Linked DNA regions of Arachis hypogaea: region 2 is linked to region 1. The links are chromatin contacts, called in public Hi-C maps. All regions are on one chromosome and are shown on one strand. The core of a region is the stretch at or near the end of the contact, and the rest is flanking DNA. Distances in the headings are between cores, read along the strand shown.

Region 1 (6,671 bases), core at 2,309-4,808:
GAATAAGTGAGATGAGACTACCATCCTTGCTCGGAACAAACAACCACAAACAAGCAGGATGAAACCAACATCCTTACCCAAAACAAATACTAAATCAGTACACAAGTGGGACAGCGCCACCGTCTTTGCCAATTCAGTCATTCAAAGCACCATCAGTCATAAATATCGAATCAAATCTTGTCCTCAATAACAATTATTTATGATTAATCATAATCACTTACAAGTCACTCGACTTAGTCAAAGTTCTCATTCAATCTCGTTATATCTTTCTTTCATTAGTCACTTTGTAGGCTAACAAGCCAAACTTCCATAATCCTCAATTTCAATCATATTCACAATCAAACATAATCAAATCCATAATTCTATGTAATCATATTTTCAAGTAACCAAGTTTTCAAACCATCTTCAACTTCATTTTTTTTATGTTTTGAAACTCTTCCCCAAAAGATTTAAAATCATTTTATTTCTCAATTATAAATCTCAATTTAAACATAATCACTTATTCTTTAATAATTACTTTAAAATTTGCTAAAATACCCCAAAACATACTCTTCTCTTTAATTAATCAAAAGATTTTATTTATTTAGGTTTCACCACACTCCAAAAAAACATAGTTTTTAATTTAAATTAATTAAGTAAAATTAATTTTGTTAACCAATCAAATTTAAATACTTTAAATTCACTATAACTTCTCGAGGCATAATTCTTTAATTGAAATTAACTAAACAAAATTTCAAAATAAAGCCTTTAGTTTTTATGTAAATAGCACAAATTTCCATTATTCTTATTATTTAATTTCACTCAAATACTTATAAAAATTTTGACAGCATCTCCTCTAAAACTCGAACTTTGTCACCCTTTGAGGGTTCCATCCAACCCAACATTTCTCAATCCTTCTCAACATGCCATTCAACATAATCAGCAAAATTATAATTCTCATCAATTGTCAATACCATCAAGAAACCAATCATAATCACAGCCACAACCACAACGATATCAATTCAAGCACTATTCATAGCTACAAATCAATCTGTTCTCAATAATATCAAACAAAAGATTCTCAGTTAATTATTTAACTTTCTTTAATTTCTTACTTAACCTTTCATTAACCATAATCTTTCCTTTAATCGTTCATCAACTCTTATATCAACAATTATCCAAACAATATATTTTCAATAATCATCTCATCATAATTCAATTTATCATTCGACACAACTAACTCAACATGATCAGTTAAAGAAATCAAATTCTCCAGCCTTCTAAATCAAGCATTGAATTAATCACAGTTCATAACTACAGACAATTCAACATTATCAATTAGTCGCACAATACAGCCACGTGCTATTTAAATATTTAATCAATCGCATATATCCAAACCGTTCAGATTAATTCATAAGACTCGCACAATTACAGAAATGCATTTTTCACATCAATATCAATTTATAACAATTCATTGATATAAAATATGTTTGAAGAAAAAGTCCCTACCTTAATCGCGACTCAACTACGCGATAAACTCCTTTTAGTTCATAGCAGTGGTAGTTGCAACGTCCACAGAAGTTTCGCCATAATGCTGCGACAGCAACAAACGCAGCATACACTCACAATAACTCAACTCTGAAACATTAACATCGAAAAATCCTCAATAATATATAATAGAACAGTGATTATAAGGGTTCGGAATAAGAACAACTTACTGTAATTAAGAATAAGTGAGAGAACGGAGCAGTGGTAGCTCCGGTGATGATTTCCAGCGAGTTGAATGGCAATAGAGCTTTGGTGAAAGTCACAGAAACCAGAAACAGAGGCAGAACTGGCAAGCCTTCCCCTCCAGTCCTCCAGCCGCAGTTCCAGCAGCAACCTCCGGCGAGCAGAACGGCGGCGGTAATTCGGCGACGATGGCTGGCCCCAGCAGCGGCGGCGACAGCAACAATTCCAGCACATCCACCACTGTCGCGACGTCCTTTCTCTCCATTGCATGCGACGGCGACGACGGCTTCACGCAACTCCAATGGTAGCGACGACGACGGAGCTAGCAGCGACGAGAGCATCCAGGTCCCCTCCGGCGGCGGCAATGCTGCTTCCTCTCTCTCCCTCGCGAGCTCGTCTCTCTCTCCTCGCGTTCTGACTCTCCCAATGACGACACGATGGCAGCGACGGTGGCAGTGACGCTCACAGGTGCCGTCTTCCTCTCCTTCCTCTTCTCCCTTCCATCTTCTTCTTCTTACTTGGTTCTTCCTTTTCTTCTTTTCTTTCCCGGCGTGTGTGCACATGAGTGGAAGATGAGAGTGAGGGGGTGGCGGCGATAAGAGGGTGTGGGAGTACGAGTGTGAGTGCGAGTGTGTAATAATGAAATTAGAGTTTCGATTTGAGAATTTTATTGAAATTAGGGTATAGAGTAGGTATTTTTAATAAAAGTAGGGATAATGTAATAATTGAAAACCAAATTTAATCCAACAATAATTATCTATAAAAATACTATTTATTCATCAACTTACAAATTATTTTTAAATAAATACTCTAATTTAAAATTAGAGATAATCAAATAAATTTTTTTCTATATTCAACATAAAATTCAAAATCTCAATATTCACATTAAACCATATAAAATTCTCATTACTTTTCAATTACGAAAGCTTTAAATTATAATTAAGAAAATACTCTATTATTATAAAAATTATGAGTTCTGATTAATTTTAAATTCAAAATCTCATAAGTTTGTTTTAATTATTTTTTTATAAAATAATTTTAAAAAAATAAAATCATAAATAAATATCATAAATTTTAAATAACTCATAATTTAATTTTAAAAAAATTTGGGATCTTACCATATCAATATGTATATTATCGTTTGAGAGAGATATATAAAATTTCGTATTCAACTTTTATTATTAATTATTTGTTAGATATCCTCTTTTTGTAATAATTCTCAATTTAAGTGCTTTCACAAAAAATATTGTGGATACTGGATAATAGCTATCTCATCTTTTTGTTTTAGTTAACTAGAATGATTATGTTATTTGCATTCTTAAAATTGAGGTGTTTATGTAGATATTTAGAATAATTTAAAAGTGATAGGAAAAAAAAGGGGAGAAAGAGTTAAAATGTCAAAGAAGGTCGTCGAAATTCAAGATTTTTTAATTTTGCATGGTACTTTTACTTTCGATAGATTAAAAACTAATACGTGTTTATTTAAGGATTTAATTTGTCTCATTTAAGAGGACAAATTAATTAAGTACTTGAGTATTTTTAAGTTGATTCAAAATGATATAATATATTCTCTTTGTATGACAATTTTTTTTCCTTTTTTAATTAACTGAAATTTACTATATTTGGAGTTAAATTGTATCCAAATATATTAAATTAATGATAAATATAAAAAGTAAAAGATATAGTTATTATAACAAGAAGAAATATATCAATATAGTGTATAAAAGACTTATTGGTATTTAATATAATAAGTCTCAAAGAAAATGAGGTAGTGGCTTCTAGATATCACAGAGGTTTGATAAGTCATATGTGTATGTCCATACAATTGTAAGATTATAAAAATGTGAATATTAATTGTTGGCTTTATAAGTTATATCCCACTTGCATGCTTTTAAATCCCAATTGGGTGGAACTATTTATTGTTATAGTTGTATTCTTCCTTTTTTTTTTTTAAGAAAAAAAAAATTCCTAAAATATAAAAAATAAAGTTCTGATTCTCTTCCTATCGTTGTAGCCAACTTGAGTCCTGAGCTTGACTGCCTCAGCAAAATAAACGTGATTGCCAATTGGGCCATTAATTAAGAAGACTGATTCCATGCCCCTACCCCTACCCCAATTGAATTGATTGAAAAGGAAGAATTTGAAGGACAAAAATTAAAATAAAAAATTATTACAAATTGTAGATTGTGCTATTGTTTTATTTTTGTCCTTAAATAAGACATTTACTATTCCTAAATTTTTACTTTTTAATTCTTAATTTGTTTTCGTGAAATAAATATTAGTAAAAAATAATAGTGGTATATTAGTAAATTTTTTAATTCATTTTTTCTTTTTCTATTGGTTATCTTTTAGACTTTTTTTCCTTATCGAAAAAAAAAATCTGTTAGACTCTTTTAAGGGCTTACTCATGTATTTATAAATACCCACTAAAAAAACTTTTATGTATAAATAATATAATATGAATCAAACTCGAGTTTTTATGGAATTCAAATAAAGTTATAAAAATAGATCAAACTTGAATTTTTATAATGAGAGTTTTTTTTTTTTGTGAAATATAAAAATATTGAATTTTTGGGAATTTTACCAAAATATTAGGGTAAATTATAAAATCAGAAATCATTAGGTAAGATTTCCTTTTTTTTAATTAAAATCAGAAATTAGATGAGATTGCTGTTGCTTTTTTAAAAAAAATTAAAACAAGAAATTGTTGTGTGAAAGTTCTGTTTTTTAATTTAAAATAAAAAATGTTGGGAGTGATTTCTGCTTTTTTTTTTAATTTAAAATGAGAAATTATTGGGTAAGATTTATTTTCTGTTTTTTTAATTAAATAAAAAATCACCAAGTGAGAATTTTGTTTTTTTTTTTTAATTTAAATAAAAAATTACTAGGTATGATTTCTATATTACATTACACACTCGTAAAATACCAAAATACACTATTTTCTGATAAAACACCAGATCTATTATCATAAAAAAATAATATGTGACTTGTCTCACTTGGCTTGGATTTTCTCATCATAAATAGTAGGGCTGAAAGTGAGTCAAGTCTCGACTCGTTAATAACTCGATAAGTTAAACTCACGAGCTAGTGAGCCAAGTTTGAGTCTGAAATTGAACTCATAAATTAAATGAGTCGAACTTAAATTTGGATAAATTCAGCTTATTAGCTCGTGAGTTAACTCAATTATATATATATATATATATATATATATTAATGATATTAATTATTTAAAATTTTATATTTATTTTTTATATATAATTTTAATATAGGATAAAAATAAAAATTTTATAATTTATTGATAGATAAACAATATATAAAATTAATCTTTTTAAAGAATTTTTAAAATATATAAGTTATAATTTATTGATATATAATTATAGATTATGTTCTTATTATTTGAGTCAGTTCGTAAGTTTTTGGTGAGCCAAATTTAAATTTAAAAAATAAGTTCAATTATTAATGAGTCGAACTGTAGAGAACCAAGCTTAAATTTAATCTGGTTTAACTCAGTTCAACTCACTTCTAGCACTAATAAACTGTGATTATAATAGTAAATATGAGTCAACTTATTTTTCTGTTGAACCAAAAAAAAATACCAACTCGACTCACTTCACTAAAATTGGTGATGAGTTAAATAGATCAGCTCACTTAGGTTTTTCTTTCTTTTTTTTTTCAAAAACTGTTATCCTTGTATTTGTTCCTAGACATACAAGTCATCATGTTTCTGTTAGTTTAATCCATCATTTATATGCGAGTTATTCGAGCTAACCCATGAATTTAATAATCTTATTCAACTTAACTAAGTAGAGTTATCATCAAAAGAATAATATAATATAATTTGAAATTTACAAAAGAATCCTTCATTGGACGGAGGAGGTACAAATGTACAATATATAATTTTCCACATGCCTGAATGGACTGAAAACTTTCTAAATTAGCATGTGGGAAAAGATTCATGTTCCGCACACAGAAACACAGAATGGATTTGATGCATTCATTGTATTAGCTTATTATTAGGATATATATAGTACTTGAGTGAAAAATAATAGTACTTCTAGTTAAGCAATAATCCATTTTATATATTGTTGTTCTATGGAATGAAGAAATTTTTGTTAGTAAATTATTTAATTTTTTAATTATTTATAAATAATACATATATTAATTATAATTATAAATTATGTTATTTTAAATTAAATAATTTATATAATAATAATTTTATTTATTATTATAAATACTAAATTAAATAAGTTATAATTATTTTTTATTTAAAATTAAATAAAAATAAAATCAGATATTATCTTTATTTAAGCTTTAGATATTATTTTTATTTAGATTTTAAAATTTAATAGGTGTCATATTTAAATATAAATAATGATTTAAGAATTTTGATTTCTAACACATTAAAGTCGTTTTTATAGTTCTTTTTTCATTAAAGAGTTGTGATTCAACCCTATTAGAGATACAAAAAATTATGATTGAAAAAGATCAAAGAACCAAATTCTTTCAATCACTCTTATAAATACAGGTACACTTTCACACTATAATATATATTTTTAGTAATTTAATATAGATGATCTAAACTAATAAAATAATTTATTTTAATAAATAGTATCAGAACTATCCTCATTTGAATCATTGAAAATACTTATTTTTTAGTATTTATTTTGCTGAATCGATATATGTGTATATGGATTATATTATTATCCACATATTCTTTATATATATTGGAGATTGTTCAAATTTTTTTATGTAAATGTACGTACTGTATTTTTTGACATTGTGTCTTCTGTATATATACCGGTTTTCTTAATTCATGGCAAAATATTGATAATTTTTTTTATGTATTATAATTATTATCCTTTGTTAAAATCACTGGCGCTATTGTGATTTTGAAATAAATAAATAATATCGGTGTTTAAATTTGATTTTGTCGCGTCGAGAATCACAATTAACATATTAAT
Region 2 (6,923 bases), core at 2,218-4,717, 62 kb before region 1:
TAAATCTTAGTATACCAGATTGAGAAATATTGTGAGAAACAAAAAAAAATTTAAAGATGTCACAAATCCAGGAATAAACTACAATTACACCCTACATTATATTTATACCCCCAATGTTTATACATACACATTTAAATACATAGGTCATTTGACAATTAATAGTAATAATAAGAATAATAATATCTATACAACTACTTAGTACTTACTATGTTTAGAAAACATTTCAAAAACACAATCATTATTATACAAATGGTGGTTGGAAATTAACATTGGAGTAGTTGTTGATGATCACATAACACAGGCAATAAAGCAGTTAATTAAATTAGTTGATGAAATTAAGAAAGTGATGGTTAGGTAAAAGATGTGTGTATACTCACAGAACATTCATTGCACGCCTTCTCCACCAAAGGAAAGTGTTGAAGACCAGAATGTCTGCATCAGTCCAATGCCTAGCATGCTTCTCAATGCTCTTGACCCTCACAATTCTATTTGCTACTTTATGGTTTATTGGATCATCTGAGTTTGATTCTACTAGTAGTGGGGCCCAATAGAACTCTATGCTTGCATTGTATTCCTTTTATTTCAATTTTGTCAAAGTTAACATCCATAAACTGTTATTAGTCACATAATAATAAGTTGTTTTCTTTTGCAATTGTCAAATGTTGGCTAATTAATAATCAAATCCATGTGTCTAATCAGAACTTGTTTCTCTGCTCATGTTTTGAAACATGAGAAAATTAAAGAATTACTTTAATAGTGTAACGGGTTTTTTTAAAGATAAATTACAATGACTTTGCTCTTTTATATTTAGTAAAATTTATTGTGATTTTTCTTTATGAATTTGATTTTAGTGCATTGTCAGTACAATGTAAAATAATTTTATACGTACATTCAATTATGTAACGTTCTATTAATAAAAATAACTATTTTTTATATTAATTACGTGGTCATTTAAAAAAACAAATGTAATTTAACGAATGTGTAAAACATTTTATATTATCAGTACATAAAAATTAAACTTTTTTTTATTTATTCATCGGTTGATATTAATTTCCTTTAATTTTAGGAGAGGACAATATTATATTTATAAGTGTTTAATATTATATTTCACAAAACATAAAACTATATATCTAAATTTTAAATTTGATCAATGTATAATTTTAGAAATGAAGAAAAATTAATTTGGATTTCAAGAATATCAAGTCCATATAGTCATTATACTTGCCATAAAATAGATATCATAAATTAAAATTCTTTTAATCATATAATCATATTAGCTATAAAAATATCTTTTGCATAGTATTTTTTATTAGTTTTAATTATCTTATCGGTCCCTATAGTTTCATTAAATTTTTAATTAGGTTTCTATACTTTTTTTTTAATTGAGTCTCTATACCGTATCAGATTTGATAACTAAGTCCCTATCGTGACAAAAACGTTAGAATTAACGGAATATTCTATTAAACTATATAGAATATTTAGTCAAATATTAGACATATTTATTTTGTTTAATGAAATATTCCAATAATTTCAACGTTTTTGTCACCACAAGAACTTAATTACAAAATTTAATATAATATAAAGACTCAATCGAAAAAAATATAAGAATCTAATTAAAAATTTAGTAATTATAAGAATCGACAGAATAATTAAACCTTTTTATTATTGTTTATTGTTCCATGTTCATGCGATGATAGAAGCAACTATATATAGCTCTATTCTTCTACTACATACTTATAATGCCTAAGATTACTTACTATGGCCTTAAAAATACTTAGTGAGCCATTGGCAATGGTGCGCATGGATTTAAGAGATGGGAGCACTGAAGACTCAACAAGGCAAACCATTGAAATCCATTGGCCTCTATTGAGTGAATCCCCCACAAACACAAGCCTCTTGTTCCTTAGCCTTTCAAGCATTGTTGTGGCATTGAACCTATAATAATTATATAACACAAAAAGATGGGCCACATTCAACTAAGCTAAAAAATATAATATAAATTGACTAAATTAATACATTTAAAAAAAAAAAACTAATGTATGGTAAAATATATTGTTTGTTTTTGAAATTTGTTAAAAATTTTAAAAATATTCATAAGTTTTATTTTGTTTTAGTTTTATCCTAAAAATTTTTTATTCGTATCAAATATATTCCTGACAGCTAAATTTTTAAAAAATTTTGGACTAATCTAGTAATAATACATGACAAATATGTTTGGTTTGCTTGTGTTGAAGGATATTTTGTGAATATTGTTACTGAATTGGTCCTAAATTTTTTAAAAAATTAGTCGTCAAAAATATTATATTTGATGCAAATAAAAAAAAATTAAAAAATTAAATAAAATATAACTTAGATATATTTTTAACAAATTTTAAAGATAAAAAATTATGTTTTACCCATTAATGTATCAATAATTGTCTAGAGAAGTTTGAATGCTTTAAACAGGGTAAGAAAAACTAATTTTAGTGACAATAGTATTATATTATGACCATTTTTTTAAGTTAATTTTTTGTAACAATTATATATTTATTATTATTATTCTATGTTATAATGATAAGTTATAGAATTTTTTTAACCTTAAGAAAGGTTTTTACCGATAATTAATAATTGTCACTAAAGCTTTAGCTTTTAACGACAAAATAAAAAACGATTAATAATATCTAATTAGGATAAATCTATTTACGGCAATTATAGCCGCCAAAGCCAAAATACATTACCACTGAATTAAAATTAGTTGTCTCTGAGCAATAGTCTTGTCAAAATATAGGTCTATAGTACTAATATCTGAACAAAAATTTGTCTCTTAACACAAATCAATTGTGTATCTAGACATGTATTGATGATTTTTCAATGTACTAAATTAGTCAAACTAACCTGAAAATTGAAAGAATAGATATCATGTAGTTACATAAAATTATAATTTTCCAAAATTAAAAGAAAAAATGTGATAATAAGGTAATACTTAAGGGGATGGAAATTAATTAAAGACCTTGGTATGTGACATTGGTGTGGCTGCCACCTCCAATTCTGGTAGCTAAGGTCCTTCCTTCCAAACTTCTCACAAGCCAATTGATCTGACATGTAAGTGCATTGCTTCTCTTTGTATAATGGATGAGTTATGTTGTCAAAAACCCACTTACCATTAAACATGTTGCATTTTGATACTTCAATAATTGATGAGATAGTATTACTACTACTCTCTTCAAACCATTCTCCTCCTTCTTGTGTTAGATAAACGGCAGTGACAACTACAATTGTTGTTAATACTAAAACAAGTGATTGAAATGTGCTTCTTATTCCTCCATTTGTAGTAGTGTTTCCTAACACTATTTCTTGTGATGCCTTATTTGCCATTTATTACAATAATTTCTTGCACCTTTCTTTGTTTTTTTTCAAGATGCAATGCAATGCAAGGTGCAATATAATGATTCAATTGTTCTACTTCTAATTCTCCCTCAATTTTAATTTTGAAGCTTTCTTGATGATGGATAGTGAGGTAGAAGATTATTGTCATCCATAGCCAAACATGTCCCACTGAAAGTGGTAGGTGGAGAACAATGATGCATTTAGAAGTTTACTGTACTTGATATTTCTTAATTCATAGTGTTTTACAATAAGAATCAGATAATAATGTACTATATTCAACATTGACTTTTAGGTTAATTAATTAAAATTTAGCTCCAATTTATATAGATTAAAAATTAATGTTAGATATATAATTATTTGTTTGCTTTCTACCTAAAATTTAAATTTAGAGAATAATTAATTTTAGGTTTAATTACTCGGTTGGTTCCTATAGTTTCGTAAAATTTTTAATTAGGTCCTTACACCAATTTTTTTTTCAATTAAGTCCCTCTTAGTAGTAATTGGCTTAATTTTATAGGGACCCAACTAAAAAAAAATTGGTACAGGAACCTAAATAAAAGGAAAAAAAAGTGTAGGGATCCAATTAAAAAAAAATTGGTGCAAGGACTTAATTAAAAGAAAAAAAGTATAGGAACCTAATTAAAATTTTTACGAAACTATAAAGACCAGTAGGATAATTAAACCTTTTTATGAGATAATATTAAACTATTTAGAATACCCATATTATATATTAAGAGAAGAAAAAAAAATCCGGTTGCCCTCAATACATTTAGAAAGATATTTTATGCTTCATCTACTAAACTTTACTATATATATATCTTACCTTATTTTATATGGTTTAATATGATGGCAATTATTTGAAGCACTATTTTTTAAAAAATATATATTCTATAGTAATTATGTTGTTTGGAACTTTGATTTGATATGATATGATATGTGGAGTAGTGTTTTGATGGAAGGACCAATTAAATGATATATATTAAGGTTATGTTGTTGACGTTTTCACAACCAATGACATTGCTTGAAGAATGGTCGAATCCCTTATTGTCCTCTCCACTATCTTTAGTCCTTTTCTACCTCAAAACACAAATGAGGAAGAGATAAGAGAAACCAACAAAGTAGTGTCACTTTCTTAATTCCCTCATGTGTATATGCATGCTTCATATATCAAATTTTCTTTTTTAGTGGGTTAACATACTAAGGTAACCACATACTAGGTAGATTTATTTGCAACTTTTAAGAGTTTCTGGTAAGAGTTACGTTTGCAATTTACTCTTTTAGTATACTAGTGTTTATTTTATTTTTTTTTTGGGTTATGTGTTTGGTTGAGGATAAATATATAATAAAAAGAAAAATAATTAAGGAATTTAGTTAGTATGCACAATATAATAGTATACAATTATGTTAAGCGTTATATTATTCAATTATATTTAAGAATTTGAACAGACTTTTAAATAGTAGAAAATACACATGCAATAATTGTAATAATACATAATTAGATTATAATATAAAAATATTATTTTGTAAATATATTCAAATTAGCCAAAGCATACAGTACATGCATATGTACCAATATACCACTTAACCGAAATATAAATCACATGTGCCAATTTATTATGATACCACTTTTTTTTTAACGTTTAAGAGATAAGAAAAGACATGTAAATGGTTATATTTTTAACACGTCTTTTAAATAAGAGTTTTTTTTTTTCTAATTTGGTTGAATTTTTGCATAATTTTTTTCTTATTAATTTGTCTTAGGATAAATTCTTTTTCTTTTTTGAAAACTTACAAGAATTGAATTATAATTTTTTGGTCATAGAAACTTCGATAATATGTCATGATACCATTTTTTTTAAAAATTTAAGTCAATCATAAAAAAAGATATATGAATAATTATATCTCTAACACAATTATTTTACTCTAACTCGTAATATTTGGACAGATCCCTTGTATAAAAAATTACAAATGGTTTAACTTTCTTTATAAGTTTTAGTGTTGAAAAATTAAAATTGCATACAAAAAATTAATTAATGCCATCAAGCATTTAATTTACAAAACTTTTGAATGTATTGATAAGTTTAATTAGATTTATACGTTAGGGTGTTTAAATCCAAATTTATCTAAATTAATCCGCTCATTCAATCCAATCCAAACCAAAAACAAACTAAAACTGCATTAATTTGGATTTGATTGGATTCTATTTTTTGCAAACCACATAGACCGGATCGGATTTTGGACCTACTTTTCAAAACTGATCCAATCCAATTCAAACCGCACAATATGTTATAATATTATTATTTTATTATTATATTTACAATTTTACTTATAATAGGCTCAATTTGTTATATATTTTTATATTATTTATGTATTATTATTATTTAATAAATATTTTATGTTCATAATGAGATTTATTTATTTATTTTAACTAACCTATAATTTTATTTCTCTTGTTATGTTATTGTTAGTTTTTCAAGATATTGTTGAAATTTGTTATATCATTGTTAATTATAAAAAAAATATTGAGTACCATCAGATTTATCGTCAGACTAAATCAGACGGTATAAATCTCGCCGATAAATATTTACCATCGAAATTTTTTCGTACGACGGTAATTAACATCAGATTTAATGACAGAATATAGTTAGCATGAAAACGGAATACGTTGGGCATTACCGTTGAAAATTTTTCGACGGTAATATTGGCGCCACATCATCCGTTTTCCCCCGTCATATTACTGGCGATTAAGCTGACGGTAATACCGACGAAAATAATTTTAAATTTTTTTGAAAAATTTTGACTGGGCTGTTACCATCGGTAATTCCAACGATAGCATTTTTATTTTTTTAATTATCTTTATTTTTCCGTCTATCTCTAATATACCCTGATAATTAACAATTGAAATAGTACTTTAGACCTTATGTTAAGTACAGTAAACATAAATTACAAATACAGAATGATGATAGCTAAAATATCTGAAACAATGCTTGTTAGAAAATTATAATCACTACAAGAAAGTCGCCGAAAACCGTCGGATATACCGACTGATTTTCTAAATAAATCTGACGGTAACAAGTTTACCGTCGAATTTACCGACGAAAGTAATGCGATGGTATAAACTTCGCTGGAAAACACTTACTGTCAGATTTTTGTAGTCCGACGCTAATTTTTGTCAAAATTAGCAGCGGAATATAGAGGGTAGAATGACAAAATCTATTGTAATTCGACAATAACGTTGACGCTATGTTGCACAAATTTGCGCTATTTTTACCGTCGGATCTCTCTGACGGTAATTCTGACAGAACGTTTTTTTGAGATTTAAAAAAAAATCTATTGGCTTTTACTGTCGGATAATTTTGACGGTAATGTCGACGGAAATAGATTTTTATTATTTTAAAAAATAATTATTTTCCTTCCATTTAAAGCGTAAGCTGATGACAAACATAATTGAAATAGTAATTTAAGCCTGAAGTGAAATATCAAACAAACAATGTAAAAGTATAGAATGATATATGGTAATTGATATATCTGAAATAATGTTAATTGGAATACGTTCT

Evidence for each region. Hi-C and Micro-C count contacts between places; a contact is called where the count stands out from the background.
Region 2: a contact with region 1 is called in a Hi-C map of leaf, with 4 times the contacts expected there. The contact joins the promoter of LOC112728060 here to the enhancer-like site in region 1. A contact is called at or near these places in 3 of 8 Hi-C or Micro-C datasets (leaf and an unstated tissue).

Annotation. Positions count from the first base shown.
Region 1 is chr12:106,031,223-106,037,893 of arahy.Tifrunner.gnm2.J5K5, reverse strand. No RefSeq gene overlaps it. Among protein-coding and RNA genes, the nearest start is that of LOC112728058, 15 kb to the right of the region's middle. Within about 2 kb of position 3,558, at least 3 of the 3 cell types and tissues checked have open chromatin away from gene starts, as enhancers often do.
Region 2 is chr12:106,092,719-106,099,641 of arahy.Tifrunner.gnm2.J5K5, reverse strand. It overlaps LOC112728060 (protein trichome birefringence-like 34), which reads right to left and starts at 3,467. Exons shown (of 5, transcript XM_025778040.3): 1 at 2,990-3,467; 2 at 1,758-1,935; 3 at 378-574. The coding sequence starts at 3,354.